Regions from separate parts of the Hordeum vulgare genome. Here region 1 is linked to region 2. Evidence: chromatin contacts called from public Hi-C data. All regions are on one chromosome and are shown on one strand. Each heading gives the region's core, a stretch centred on a gene start, on an enhancer-like site or on the middle of the called end of the contact. The rest is flanking DNA. Distances are from core to core; before and after follow the strand shown. Region 1 holds the start of LOC123397850 (elongation of fatty acids protein 3-like). Region 2 holds the start of LOC123395664 (lipoxygenase 2.1, chloroplastic).

The links. A called contact is a pair of places that touch in the nucleus more often than the background predicts.
Region 1: a Hi-C map of seedling shows a contact between it and region 2, with 2.1 times the contacts expected there. The contact joins the promoter of LOC123397850 here to the promoter of LOC123395664 in region 2. A contact is called at or near these places in 2 of 6 Hi-C or Micro-C datasets (leaf and seedling).

What each region holds. Positions count from the first base shown.
Region 1 is chr5H:3,622,096-3,629,188 of MorexV3_pseudomolecules_assembly, reverse strand. LOC123397850 (elongation of fatty acids protein 3-like) reads right to left here and starts at 2,145. Exons shown (of 1, transcript XM_045092380.1): 1 at 872-2,145. The coding sequence starts at 2,078. The coding sequence ends at 1,197.
Region 2 is chr5H:3,446,480-3,452,882 of MorexV3_pseudomolecules_assembly, reverse strand. LOC123395664 (lipoxygenase 2.1, chloroplastic) reads left to right here and starts at 1,713. Exons shown (of 5, transcript XM_045090687.1): 1 at 1,713-2,352; 2 at 2,621-2,895; 3 at 3,139-3,742; 4 at 3,859-3,944; 5 at 4,145-5,738. The coding sequence starts at 1,974. The coding sequence ends at 5,596.

The DNA.
Region 1 (7,093 bases), core at 896-3,395, 180 kb before region 2:
AATGAATACTACTCCTTTTGTTTCGAAATAAATGTCTCGATTTTATACTAGCTCTAGTATAAAATTATACTAAGCTTGAGACACTTATTTTGGGACGGATGAAGTATAAAAGCAGCATATGTTTTTTTTTTCCGGTAAAAAGTAGCATATGTTGGTAGATCAGCTAGCACATAACTCATCTTGCTTTATTAGGAACCAAACAGAAGCACCTTTTTTTTATTCCTTGATCTTGCCACTTCCTCATCACACTTTAAGTGATGCTGAAAAAGGAGAAAGAATGTTAATTTTGCCACTTGTTGTTCGACTGTACTCCCTCTTTTCCTAAGGAAATACTTGTTGAAAAGAAGGTCGGCGTGCCATCTGCTTCATGGTGCTCTGCACAGACAGAGACAGAGACGGTGCCGCCAGCCGCCGTTTTCTGGTAGGTAGGCAGGCAGGACGTTGGCATGGACGCCTCTCTCCTTGTCCGCGTGTGTGTCGCCTTCCTCACTCACGTCCATGGCCAGCAGCTCTGCTTCATGGGGTGGTGCTCAACCAGAAAACGGTGCCATTTCAGCTGTGTTCTCTTGTGCTCCGTGCCTCTGTCTTGTCTGCGCACGCCACGCCACGCTCCAGTCCTGCAAAGACAAACCGGCATGGCGCCACTCGTGCACTTGAGACCCTTTCTGATGAACCTATGCGCTTTTGTTCATCACATCACTTGTCTGATGGTATGCCAACTGACAGACAGGGATCGTAATAAGATGCCACACTGAAATCAGCTTGTTCAGGCCAACAAACAAGCTGCCAAATGGATCAACTCAATCAAACAAGGAGATGTGCGCAGCAGCAACAAGAGAAAGAGGAAAAATTCCCCTTGCAATCACATGGATGAACACAAGAACAGAGTATAGGAATCGAGTTAATCAGCATCATCGATCGGGGGTGTTGGATCCAATCGTCAAACCCGGAACGCATATATGTATCTATGCATGTATGTATATGCACATCTCTATAATTAAAATTGAATCTTTGTTTTTTTGCTTTGGTTTGGTTTGTAGCAGCAGTCACCTCCTCATCTCATGTCATCTCATCTCATTGAGATGCCAATGCCAGATGCCGATGCCGGCCTACCTATATGTACAGCAATGGATGTATGTTACAATGGTTTCTTTGGGTTGGGTTGGGTTGGTGATCACCTCACGCCGCCGCCCCTCTCACATCTCCTTCTTCTTCTTCTGCTGCTGCTGCTGCAGGGAGGCGCCGTCGTCGTCGTCGTCATCGCAGAGGACGCCGCGGGTGACGCCGTAGCAGTGGAGGAACACCCAGAGCATGGCGGCGTTGAGCATGGTGTTGAACACCCATGCCCCGATGCCGCTGCACCCGCCGGCGACGGCCCCGCCGAAGTGCATCCACAGTACCCCCGCGTGGCACACCAGGTTGCACCCCAGCAGCCCGAGCTGGCACGCCCCGCGCGCCGCCGGCAGCATGCCCGCCCACAACCTGAACCCGAAGGCGACGGCGTGGGCGAGCGTGGAGGCGAGGATGGCCAGCACCTGGAACGACTGCGAGAACTCGAGCCACAGGAACGCCATGGCCACCGACGCCGCGTGCGCCAGCACCCGGGCGCCGGCCCCGCGCCGGCGCCGGAGCACCGCGAACGCGCCGCGCAAGGCGTGGAGGTACCGGGAGAGGTAGTAGGCGTAGGACCAGAAGAAGACGCGGCCGGACGAGCGCGTCCCCGGCGGGAAGCAGAGGAGCCACCGGAGCGGCGTCGTCCGGCTCCGGCCACGCCACGACCACCGCGTGTCCCGTATCTCCGCCACCGCCGACAGCAGCGTGCCGGCGAAGATGGTCGCCGAGACGGCGGCCATCAGGAGCGCGTGCGCGGCCGGGAGGGGGCCTAAAGGGACCGGCTTCCGGCGGCGGAGGAGCGCGCCGAGCAGCGCGTCGGCGGCCAGGCAGAGGGACACGTACGCGGCCAGGAAGCCGAGGAGGAACGCCCAGGTGGAGAACCAGAGGCCCGAGGGGCTCCACCGGAAGCCGACGATGTCCGGGTGCTCCGCCAGCCAGTAGGCGACGTCGCCGGCGAGCGCCATGGTCTCGTCCGCCGGATCGGTCGCTCGCCGGCAGGCAGGAAAAGGAGGAGCTTGTTGCGGTCGTACGGTGCGGAGGATTAAAAGGGATTTGGGGAATGGGAGCCGGGATATATATACTCGCCTCGGCCTCCTCTCCTTTGTCGGTCATACTTCATGGACCAGGTCAACCTGGCCCAGGCCCAGGCCCGTTCACCCCGGGTTAGGGCCGGGCCCGCAAAGGCCCTAGGGTATTTTTGAAATATGGACATATGTAACTAGTTGGTGAGAAAAGAAAATCTCATACTCCATCGTCCGGAAATACTTGTCCTAGAAATGAATATAATTGATGTATCTATACTTTCTCCGTCCGAAAATACTTGTCCTAGAGATGAATATATCTAGACTTATTTTAGTTATAAATACATCAATTATATTTATTTTTAGGACAAGTATTTCCGGACGGATGGAGTATGAGATTTCATTGTAAACCCGCACGATGGGTGTCGAATGTCGGAGCCTTGGTGTTTCGAGGTGGTTGCTGGAGTCGATATAGTCGCGTAGCTATCGATGAAAACATGTGAAATCATATTTTCGATTCTAAAAGGCGTAAATGGCGCAAAACTCGGTGTTGGATCGTCGATGGACAGTTATATATCTCTATAAAAGACGTAATACTTTGTGTTCTGGTCTCTTCAATTTACCAGAATCCAAACTGTGATACGATATTTATGAAACCGTGTGGAAAATTGCTTCATGTCCTATTTTGCATCAAAAATAGCTTAAAATATTCGGTTTTAGCGGGCTTGGACCTGGACAGCCGGAGCCAGGCTTAGAGTTCCAAGCTTTATAGGGTCTCAATTTATTTTCATTTATTTATTTCCCTGGGGCGGGGGAGGGGTGGTCTCAATTAATTAACTTTGACTTTTATTGTTATGTCATTTTAGGATCATGAAAAACTTCCAAAATATCTTTAACGGAATTGTTGAACTTTTAGAAGATGCATCTTCTTTGGTGCTATGAAAAGGGGCATGCATGATAACAATCAACGTGTAATAAAAGGAAAAAAAAGTCTTTATCAGCATGCAAACAAAAGGGAAAGGGTCTTGAAATGTGCTTGCCTAAAGTTAGGGTGGCCATTCTAGGAGGGGCTGGTGTGATGCATGAAACACGATTTGCATGCATGCTTGCTTTGAGGGATCCGTCCACACCATCACCACCGCCGCGCCACCACCCTAAATTGTCTGTTTATGGCCATAAGATCTAGTTATGCATGCATATATCGCCTCACAGGGCCGGCCTTGAGATTTTGGAGGCCCGGGGCAAAACAAAAATTCAGGGGCCCTTAATACTACTAGTAGGGGGGCTGCGTCTCATGGTGGCCCTCCAAGTTTGTAATCTAGCCACGTGAGTATGTGTGAGTTCAACGGCTACATCCTGAAAAGGAGTTCATCTATGTCGGCGTCGCTCCCAATTCATGAATCGGCGACATCGGAGTGATAGGCCTTTTGGAACTTGGAATAACAAAATAGGGAATTGGGGATTGTAAAGATCTTGTGCTAGAAAAGATCATAGCGAACACAAGGAAAGAATCATGGGCTATACATGCATTAGTTCCGTTTGAGCAGAGCGATTTGCATGCAAAGTTACCTAGCGTGGCAAGCTGGACGTGTTGACCAGGTCCTTCGGCTACTTCTTTGTTTGACAAGAGGTCCTTCGGCTACTTGGTATCGTACCTGGGTGGGGACCCCTCGACTTGGGGGCCCAGGGCCGGCCCTGTAGCCTCAACATGATAAATGTCCACTGAAAATAGGACACTATATATATGCAAGGAAACGGGTGTAATTTCAAGTTTGATTCGTCATGAAAAAACAACAACACTATTATCGTTGAGGGAAAACTACTAACAAAGGAATTCGCGACATAGACCCGTTCTCTCGCTCGCTTGCTTACTTGAGTTTGATGCTTAATTTAGCACTAGTTTGTTAGACTAGGTTAATTATTTAGCTTCGTTCAGTGTATTGTATTGCTAGGATGGAACCTAACGGCAATTAAAAGAATTACCCACGACCAAACTAACGGCACCGATCGAGTTATTTGGATTTGACAATTTTCATCCATCCAACCATATTTTTAGGGTTTAGACAAATCGTGTGTACCACCTGATGTTAACGTCTAGAGTTATTTTATTAGGAGCACCACATAAGCGCATCAACCACCGCCATAGCAATTTTAATAGTAGACTCAGCTGCTAGTTGAGTACCCTGCAAAAAAAAAAAAGAGCTGCTAGTTGAGTAGTATATTTTAATGGCATGTCATGTGTTTAGCCAATATGTACAGTACTACATCCGTCCAGGTTTATTGAGCCTCTTGTATTTTGGGAAAAGTTTGACCATCTACAGAACTAACAAAATGTAAATTATGTGATACACAAAGTATATTGTTGGATTTGTATTTTTTTTTCAAAGTATACAAAACTATCAAAATGTAAATTATGAGATATAATTTACATCTTATTAGTTAAATTCATTAGCAAACTTTAGCCTAAAATAAGAGGGGGCCCAAAAATTTTTGCGAACTATAATTTACATTTTATTATAGGTATATGGTATTAGTTTTTTCACTATTACTTTATTTATAGGTATATATTACTTTATTAATATTTGGTTCACCTCATTTCAAGTTTGCGGCCAAATACATCCATATTCCTTCCTTTTCAAGTAGTCTTTACCACCTAAAATATAATTAAGAAATAGCAGCTGGTTGGTGCCTAAAGGAAGATTTATTTTGTGCTAGCTGCTCTACCAACATGTACTACTTTTATATGTAGCATGGTTGAGGCAAATATTATGCCTTGGTTTAAAAAAAAAACTCTTATACGTAGCTTTGTGAAGCTGTCTTGTGGAAAGTGAGCTAGGTTCCCCTGAAAAGGAACTGAATATGATGGCACGCACACAAAGAATCTAATAAAGCATGCATGCATGCATATTATTAGTGTTCTTCGGCTTGCAGCTGTGATGCCCTAGATTATTTCGTCTTAATTAGAAAATATTATAGTAACATTGTCGCGGATACAAAAATATTCTCATTTTGTTCCAAAATTACTGTCTTAGTTTTGCGTAGAGATGGATGTATCAAAATACTAAAACGTGACTAGATACATTTAATCTAAATAAATCTAAAACAATAATTTTAGGACGGAGGGAGTATATATTTTCCCTGCACCAAGGTTTCCATTAAAGTAATATTCAAAGTTGTAAGACTCTAGAAATAAAGCACCCAGTCGTATCATATGACCATATCAGGATCACAGGATCGTGTATGAACCCTATCCCGGATTGATGATTGAGATCTGTAGAAGAAGGTTAGGATCCTTCCCATCATATTGATCACAATCCAAGGCGACAGAGAAATTACATCAAGCACGCACGACACTGCAAAGTGGAGAAATTACATTAAGCACGGCACGGTAAAATAATACTAGCACCAGCAGAGGTTGGGGGGCAGGAGACAGATGATTGACAAGTGAACGACTGGTATATATATTACTCCTCCTCTGTCTTAAAATAAATGACTCAACTTTATACTAAATTTAGTATAAAATTAATACAAAGTCGAGTCATTTATTTTAAGACGAAGGAATGATTATTTTATAATGATCTAAACGTTTTCATATTATTTTTTTACAAAGGGAGTATAAAGGATTTTGAGAAACATCGTCCACGGGGATCGAGCGCGGCATACGTCGTCTCAGGCTAAAGTCTACCGTCGAGTGATTGGCGGATGAGCATGAGCTCTCACGTCATTCGCTTTCTTGGGTTAGGTGGACTCGGCGTGCACCGTCCGTTCCGTTTCGTCCTGTTCAGTTCCATATCAACTTTAACTTTGGAGTCGTCGTCGTTGTCATCGTCGTCGGAGCTGAACGGAACGGCCGGAGGGCCGGAACAGAAAGATCCATCCTCATGCAGATGCTTTAGCGGACCTTTCCAAAAAGAGGAAAGGTTGGCAGATTTAGCCTCGAACTAGTTCGAAGGGTGGCCCGGTGCCCTGTGTGAAGAAATCTCGAGTGCTAGCTAGAAAGAAACAAAGAGGGAGTACCAGACACCACCGGGTTCAAGAATCACGTCCCGGGACGAGCGGAATCGAGCCAAGTCTATTTTCGACCTGAGATTGTACACGATGACGAAAACGAACCCTAACTTTGATTCACTCCGAGAGGAATCGAGTGCGTGCGATCGTGCCCGCCTTGGTATTCTTGTTAGAACATCTATATACAAGCGATGTTTTAGACCTTTCTCAAACGTTCGGATAGACGGCCGATTTTTTTTTTGTCTTGAAAAAATGCAGACGAGTTTTTCAAGCGGGTCTTAAACTATCGGGGTGACCGGCACCCTTCACGGACAATCTAAATCTAGAGCAGATATGGATGCCCGAACACAACCGCCACATCGGACTAACGATGGGGTCTCACGCGAAATTATGGAAACCCGACGGTCCGACGCACGCCTTCGACGGTGAGGGCGTGAACGCCGCGTGGCATCGCTCCGGCTCGCCGCCCAATGCCAAATCCGCTATTTATTCCGATCGGCGCCCCCAACCCTAACCACATCCACCTCATTCCTCTTTGCATCATCAGCCCGAGCCCATCCACCACCTCTCTCCCGCTGCATCGTTTGTCCAGTGACGTCTGGTTTCGCGATGGCCCGACATAAGAAGACGACCTACGCTGCGCTCACGTTGGAGCGCCGCTTTCAGATCGAGGAGCAGATCTGGACGAGGCGCGCCGCCCGCATCGCAGCTGGTCAGCCTCCGGACTCCCCGAAGCCGAAGGACGGAAGGGGAATCATCTTGTTGCGATGAAGGAGAAGGAGGAGCTGGCTCCGGGCTACAACATGGAGGAGGCGGAAGCGGAGTTCCCGGCCGTCCAATCGGTCGAGAAGGCAGAGCAGCGGGCCATCCTCGAGTTCATCCATGATGAGGCCTATGTGGGGGCCGACTGGAAGTTCATCCAACATGAGAGGGCAGCGACGGACACACTT
Region 2 (6,403 bases), core at 464-2,963:
AATATAGACGATAAATTTGTGATTGGTCATCCATGTAATTTTCATTGAGTAAGAAGAAACTCCATCTAGTGAGATATATATTTTGAGTGTCAATACAAAACTTCTGCATTTCGGTTGTATTTTCTGAACATAAAGTTATACATAGATAGCATTCTTGCGAGCTCTTGCATAGTTACATTATATATGTTTTTTTGTTCATAAATTCTGCCACACCTGAAAAATATTCCTGCCTTCGCCACTGTTTTTTTGTTCATAAATTTTGCCTTTATATATCAAATATCCAAATCTCTTCATCATTACTACTGATCCATTATAAACACTACTTGAAGGACTTGATGTGCCCAAACTTATTAATATTTTTTCCTCATCCTAATAGCGAGGAGAGGGCATCCTATGAAGCCCTGCTACTTGATCTAGGCCAGATCCATCTCTCGGATGAAAGGGACGTCATTCGTTGGGACCTTAAAGCATGGGGTTGCCCCTCGGTGAAAGCTATATATCTACGCAAAAATTGTTCATGGCCCTCCTATCCGCCATGCCAAAGCCATCTGGTCTACAATTGTCCCACTCAAAATCCGTATCTTCCTTTGCAAAGCGGCTCGGACCTCAACCTTCAGAAATGACACGGGCCTGGGAAAGGCTCGTGTGCACTTTCTGGGGCTCTGGAAGACGTTGATCATACCAATGTTCCAACGCGCAGCGGCCAAATTCATGTGGAGCTGTGTTCGGGAAAGCTTCGGCTGTAAATGGGACCTCAATTCATTTCGAGAGATCATTTCCCCCCACCTTCCCGATACTCGTGGGAACATCATGGAATCATTTGGTGTTCGTTTGCGGCCTTGGTATAGGCACTTTGGACCTGCCGCCATAATAAGCTTATGATTCAGGGTTAAATCCCGTATCACCCTACTGACTACATTTCTAAATGATCCTTGTGTTTTTTGAAAATGAAGGCCTCTCGGAAAGAGGTCTGGAAATTCGACCGGAATGCGGATAAAAAAGAATCCAGCCGGACGAAATATCCAGCACGAGATCGGCGACCGGAGAAATTCGAAAGAAAGCAAGCTTAATTCAGCGGGACGAAACTGAAACGCAGCATTCGTGCGGTTTTGGATGTCTGAAACACGCCCGTAAATATGCATGGATTCCCATTAATTACTCCCTCCGTCCTGGTGTACAATTAAGTTATCTTAGGTTATCAATGTTTATAAACCGAAACGGAGGGAGTAGCAGTAAGCGTTCATCATCCATTAATCCCCTTTGGCGGCAATGGGGGATGGCAAGGGCTGTGCCTAGCTGGGAGGTCGTTTTCCTCCCCCAGGAAACATTTTGGCTGGGAGCCGAACGTGGAACACGCCTCCGCTTGACGCCGCGAGAGGCGTCGCCACCGTCCGTCCGTCCTTCCGCCGGTGGACTGGAGCGGAATCGTGGCACACGCCTCCCTCCCTCCCTGCGTGTTTCCCCGGGGAACACGCCGGCCGGGTACCGGCCAAAACCAAGAACCGGACGTATCCGCGGGGACCTTATCACTCCAACGCACACGCACATGCAATGCATGCAAGCCCACATATATATGACATATTTTGCATGGACCCAGGATACATATGATATGCAAGCCACAGCGCAAGATGCTACTACACTACGTACTACCTGCACCTCAGATCTAGATGCGCTGTATAGCTGCACGGCTGATAGTGATAGATACGTACATACACACATAAAATAGACGAATTCATCAAAATACTTGTTCCATCTCTGTCGTCTCAGCTCCCTATACATATGTAGGAGTATTTTCTTCTATAAATAGGGCACCCAGGGCTCACTCTCTCCGACATCAGATCCTTCCATCACCTCTTCCTTTCCTGATCTGCCAGGGCAGGGTTGCACTGTCTAGCTAGGTCGAAACCAACCAAGACGGTGCAACCTTCCGCCCCATCGCGTAGCGCAATAGCCAACACCGTAGCGTACCCACGATGCTGACGGCGACCAAGCCGCTAGTAGGGGGCGCGTGTGCCGCGCCGTCGTCGTCGGCCCGGCGGAGGACGTTCGTGGTGCCCGAGGCTCGCCGGAAACCAGGCAATGGCCGCCGCACCAGCGTCTCCAAGGTGGGCAGCACCAGCACCAGCACCACCACCACTACCACCACCACCTTGTCCGCCGACTCCAATGGGGCGGCCGTTGGCACGGTAACCCGCCCGGACGTCCACGTCCAGGACCGCACGCACGCCACCGAGATGAAGGCCACGGTGACGGTGCACATGAGTAAGGCAGCCGGGGTTCGTGATTTCCTCTACGACCTCATCCTCAAAACCTGGCTGCACGTCGACCTCGTCAGCTCAGAGTTGGATCCACGTGAGTCACAATCCTCCCGCCCTTGCATTGTAGGTACATTAATGCATTAGTTGAAAACAGAGATTTAGTTCCGGTTTCAGAGAGGATTTAGTCCCGATTCTTCAAGCGGGGTCTTTAGCCCCGGTTGGCTTACGAACCAGGTCCAAAGAATGCACGCACAATGATTTAGTTTTAGCCCTAAGTATACATACATCCCATGTTTGAGGCGACAGGTAAATCCGATCGAAAGGAAAGATTGATACTAATATAGTATGTTTGCGTGGTGCAGAAACGGGGCAGGAGCGGGAGCCCATCTCCGGGGCCGTCAAGCACTCGGGTAGAGTGGACGACGAGTGGGACATGTACGAGGCGACCTTCAAGGTGCCGGCGTCGTTCGGACCCATCGGCGCCGTGCAGGTCACAAACTACCACCACAGCGAGATGTTGCTGGGGGACATCGAGGTCTTCCCCACCGGCCAGGAGGAGTCCGCCGTCACCTTCCACTGCAAGTCCTGGATCGACCCCTCGCACTGCACCCCCGACAAGCGTGTCTTCTTTCCCGCGGTCGGTCGATCCCTCTTTATTCACTCTCTCTGTCTCAGAAATGGACTACCTAAATACTTGTGTTTTCAATCGAAAACACCATTGTCTTCCTCTTCTGTAAACTAATATATATATATATAAGATCGTTTATAGATAACTAAAAAGTAAAGTAATGATCGAAAACACCATTGATCCCATATATAATTAACTGATTTTAGCATTGCATGCATGCTTATAAACCAAATATATATTTTTGTGGTGCAGCACTCTTACCTTCCGTCGCAGACGCCCAAGGGCGTGGAGGGGTTGCGCAAGCGCGAGCTGGAGATCCTCCGCGGCACCGGCTGCGGGGAGCGCAAGGAGCACGACCGCATCTACGACTACGACGTGTACAATGACCTGGGCAACCCCGACGACGACAACAACCCCACCACGCGGCCCGTGCTCGGTGGCAAGGAGCACCCCTACCCACGACGGTGCCGCACGGGCCGCCCTCGCAGCAAGAAAGACCCGTTTTCCGAGGAGAGGAGCCACAAGGAGCACATCTACGTGCCCCGGGACGAGGCCTTCACGGAGCGCAAGATGGGAGCGTTCGACACAAAGAAGTTCATGTCACAGCTGCACGCCCTCACCACCGGCTTAAAGACGGCCAAGCACAAGAGCCAGAGCTTCCCCTCCTTGTCGGCCATTGACCAGCTGTACGACGACAACTTCAGGAACCAGCCGGTGCAGCCCGAAGGAGGGAAGCTCAGGTTCGTCATCGACTTGCTTGAGACGGAGCTGCTCCACCTCTTCAAGCTCGAAGGGGCCGCGTTCCTCGAGGGGATACGCAGGGTCTTCAAGTTCGAGACGCCCGAGATTCATGACAGTACGCACAACAACAAGCATACATACATAGATTCGTTCATCCATTGCACATCACGCTTGCTTGATGGGTCGATAATTGCAGTTGACTAATTAGTAGCAAACATGTTGGGAATGCAGGGGACAAGTTTGCTTGGTTCAGAGACGAGGAATTCGCGCGACAAACCATCGCAGGGATGAACCCAATGAGCATCCAACTGGTCACGGTATGTATGTTGTTATTAATTATGCATGGCTCTATTTATGCAGGAAAGGAAAGGAAAAATCTTCATACCAATTTCTATATGATATGAAAGAGCACTATGCATGCAGTACTTTCTTATCAAAAGCACTAGTGAAACTTGTAGAAAGACTTATAAACCCAGATGGAGGGAGTATATGATATGAAAACTATGCATGCGTGCAGGAGTTTCCTATCAAGAGCAATCTGGACGAGGCAACCTACGGCCCGGCAGACTCCCTCATCACTAAAGAGGTGGTTGAAGAGCAGATCAGGCGTGTCATGACAGCTGATGAGGCCGTGCAAAACAAGAAGCTCTTCATGCTCGACTACCACGACCTGTTGCTGCCATACGTACACAAGGTCCGCAAGCTCGACGGCACCACCCTGTACGGCTCGCGCGCGCTCTTCTTCCTCACCGCCGACGGCACGCTCCGTCCCATCGCCATCGAGCTGACCCGGCCCAAGTCAAAGAAGAAGCCGCAGTGGCGCCAGGTCTTCACGCCTGGATGCGACGGCAGCGTCACGGGATCATGGCTGTGGCAGCTGGCCAAGGCCCATATCCTGGCTCACGACGCCGGCGTCCACCAGCTCGTCAGCCACTGGCTGAGGACGCATGCCTGCACCGAGCCCTACATCATCGCCGCCAACCGGCAGCTCAGCCAGATGCACCCCGTCTACCGCCTGCTGCACCCGCACTTCCGCTTCACCATGGAGATCAACGCGCAGGCGCGCGCGATGCTCATCAACGCCGGCGGGATCATCGAGGGCTCCTTCGTACCGGGGGAATACTCCTTGGAGCTCAGCTCCGTGGCTTATGACCAGCAGTGGCGGTTCGACATGGAGGCTCTGCCGGAAGACCTCATCCGGAGGGGCATGGCGGTAAGGAACCCAAACGGCGAGCTGGAGCTGGCCATAGAGGACTACCCCTACGCCAACGACGGCCTGCTCGTCTGGGACGCCATCAAGCAGTGGGCGTTGACGTACGTGCAGCACTACTACCCGTGCGCCGCGGACATCGTCGACGACGAGGAGCTCCAGGCTTGGTGGACCGAGGTGCGCACCAAAGGCCATGCTGACAAGCAGGACGAGCCGTGGTGGCCCGAGCTGGATAGCCATGAGAACCTGGCGCAGACCCTGGCGACCATCATGTGGGTCACGTCGGGTCATCACGCCGCCGTCAACTTCGGGCAGTACCCCATGGCCGGGTACATCCCTAACCGCCCGACCATGGCCCGGAGGAACATGCCGACCGAGATTGGCGGCGACGACATGCGCGACTTTGTGGAGGCCCCGGAGAAGGTGCTGCTGGACACGTTCCCGTCCCAGTACCAGAGTGCCATAGTCCTTGCCATCTTGGACCTCTTGTCCACGCACTCGTCGGATGAGGAGTACATGGGCACGCACGAAGAGCCGGCATGGACCAAGGATGGGGTGATCAACCAGGCATTTGAGGAGTTCAAGGAGAGCACCAGGAAGATCGTGGAGCAGGTGGATGAGTGGAACAACGACCCCGACCGGAAAAACCGACACGGCGCCGGCATGGTGCCGTATGTGCTGCTCAGGCCGTCGGACGGTGATCCCACGGACGAGAAGATGGTGATGGAGATGGGCATCCCCAACAGCATCTCCATTTGAGCTGCCTTGTGTGTGTGTGTAACTCAACTAGGCGTAAATAAGAGTGTCTTCAGTCTCTTGGCCCGGCGGTGGGTATAATGGGAATGAGCACCAAATTATAATTAAAGGACACGATGATATATATATATGTTGCACGAGATAATCTCTTTCTAGAGTCACAAGATATTACATAAACAAGGCAAGATTAGAAAGTCTTTTTACAGTACATCAAATTAGCTCGGCTGTTTATCATTCTAATCCAATGGCTTAAATATTTGTCGTCGTTTTCTCACGACAGATGCCATGGGTAGGCTTATCGAGAGTGGTTGGGACCGAAGGGACACCGGCGGGCTCCGGAAACGAGATTGGTAACTAGCGATGCAAGACGCACGATGTACCTAGGTTTGGGGCTCTTCGTGGAAGATAATAACCCTAGTCCTACCGGAGTGCTTGATGAACCAAGATGATTACAGGATGCTCCTTGAGTTGTTCGACGGAGGACGAAGATGGAGCAGTCGGCTTGCTATCTGCCTCTCCTATATGAATTGTTCGTGGGAGATAATCTCTTTCTAAAGTCACAAGATAATTCAGAAAATTAGAAAGTCGTTTTTACAGTACATCAAATTATGTGGGTTGTTCATCATTGTAATCCAATGGCTTAGACATCGCGATTCTGAATCGGATCGGAGCTCCGTTGGTAGGATCGTGAATCATAGAATCATATCTATTAGGATCGTAGAAACTTAGATTCTATGAGAAAAATCATAGGATCGAAGGGGATAGTTTGGATCGTAAAGTCGTGAGATTCTAAGACTTGAGTCACGATTC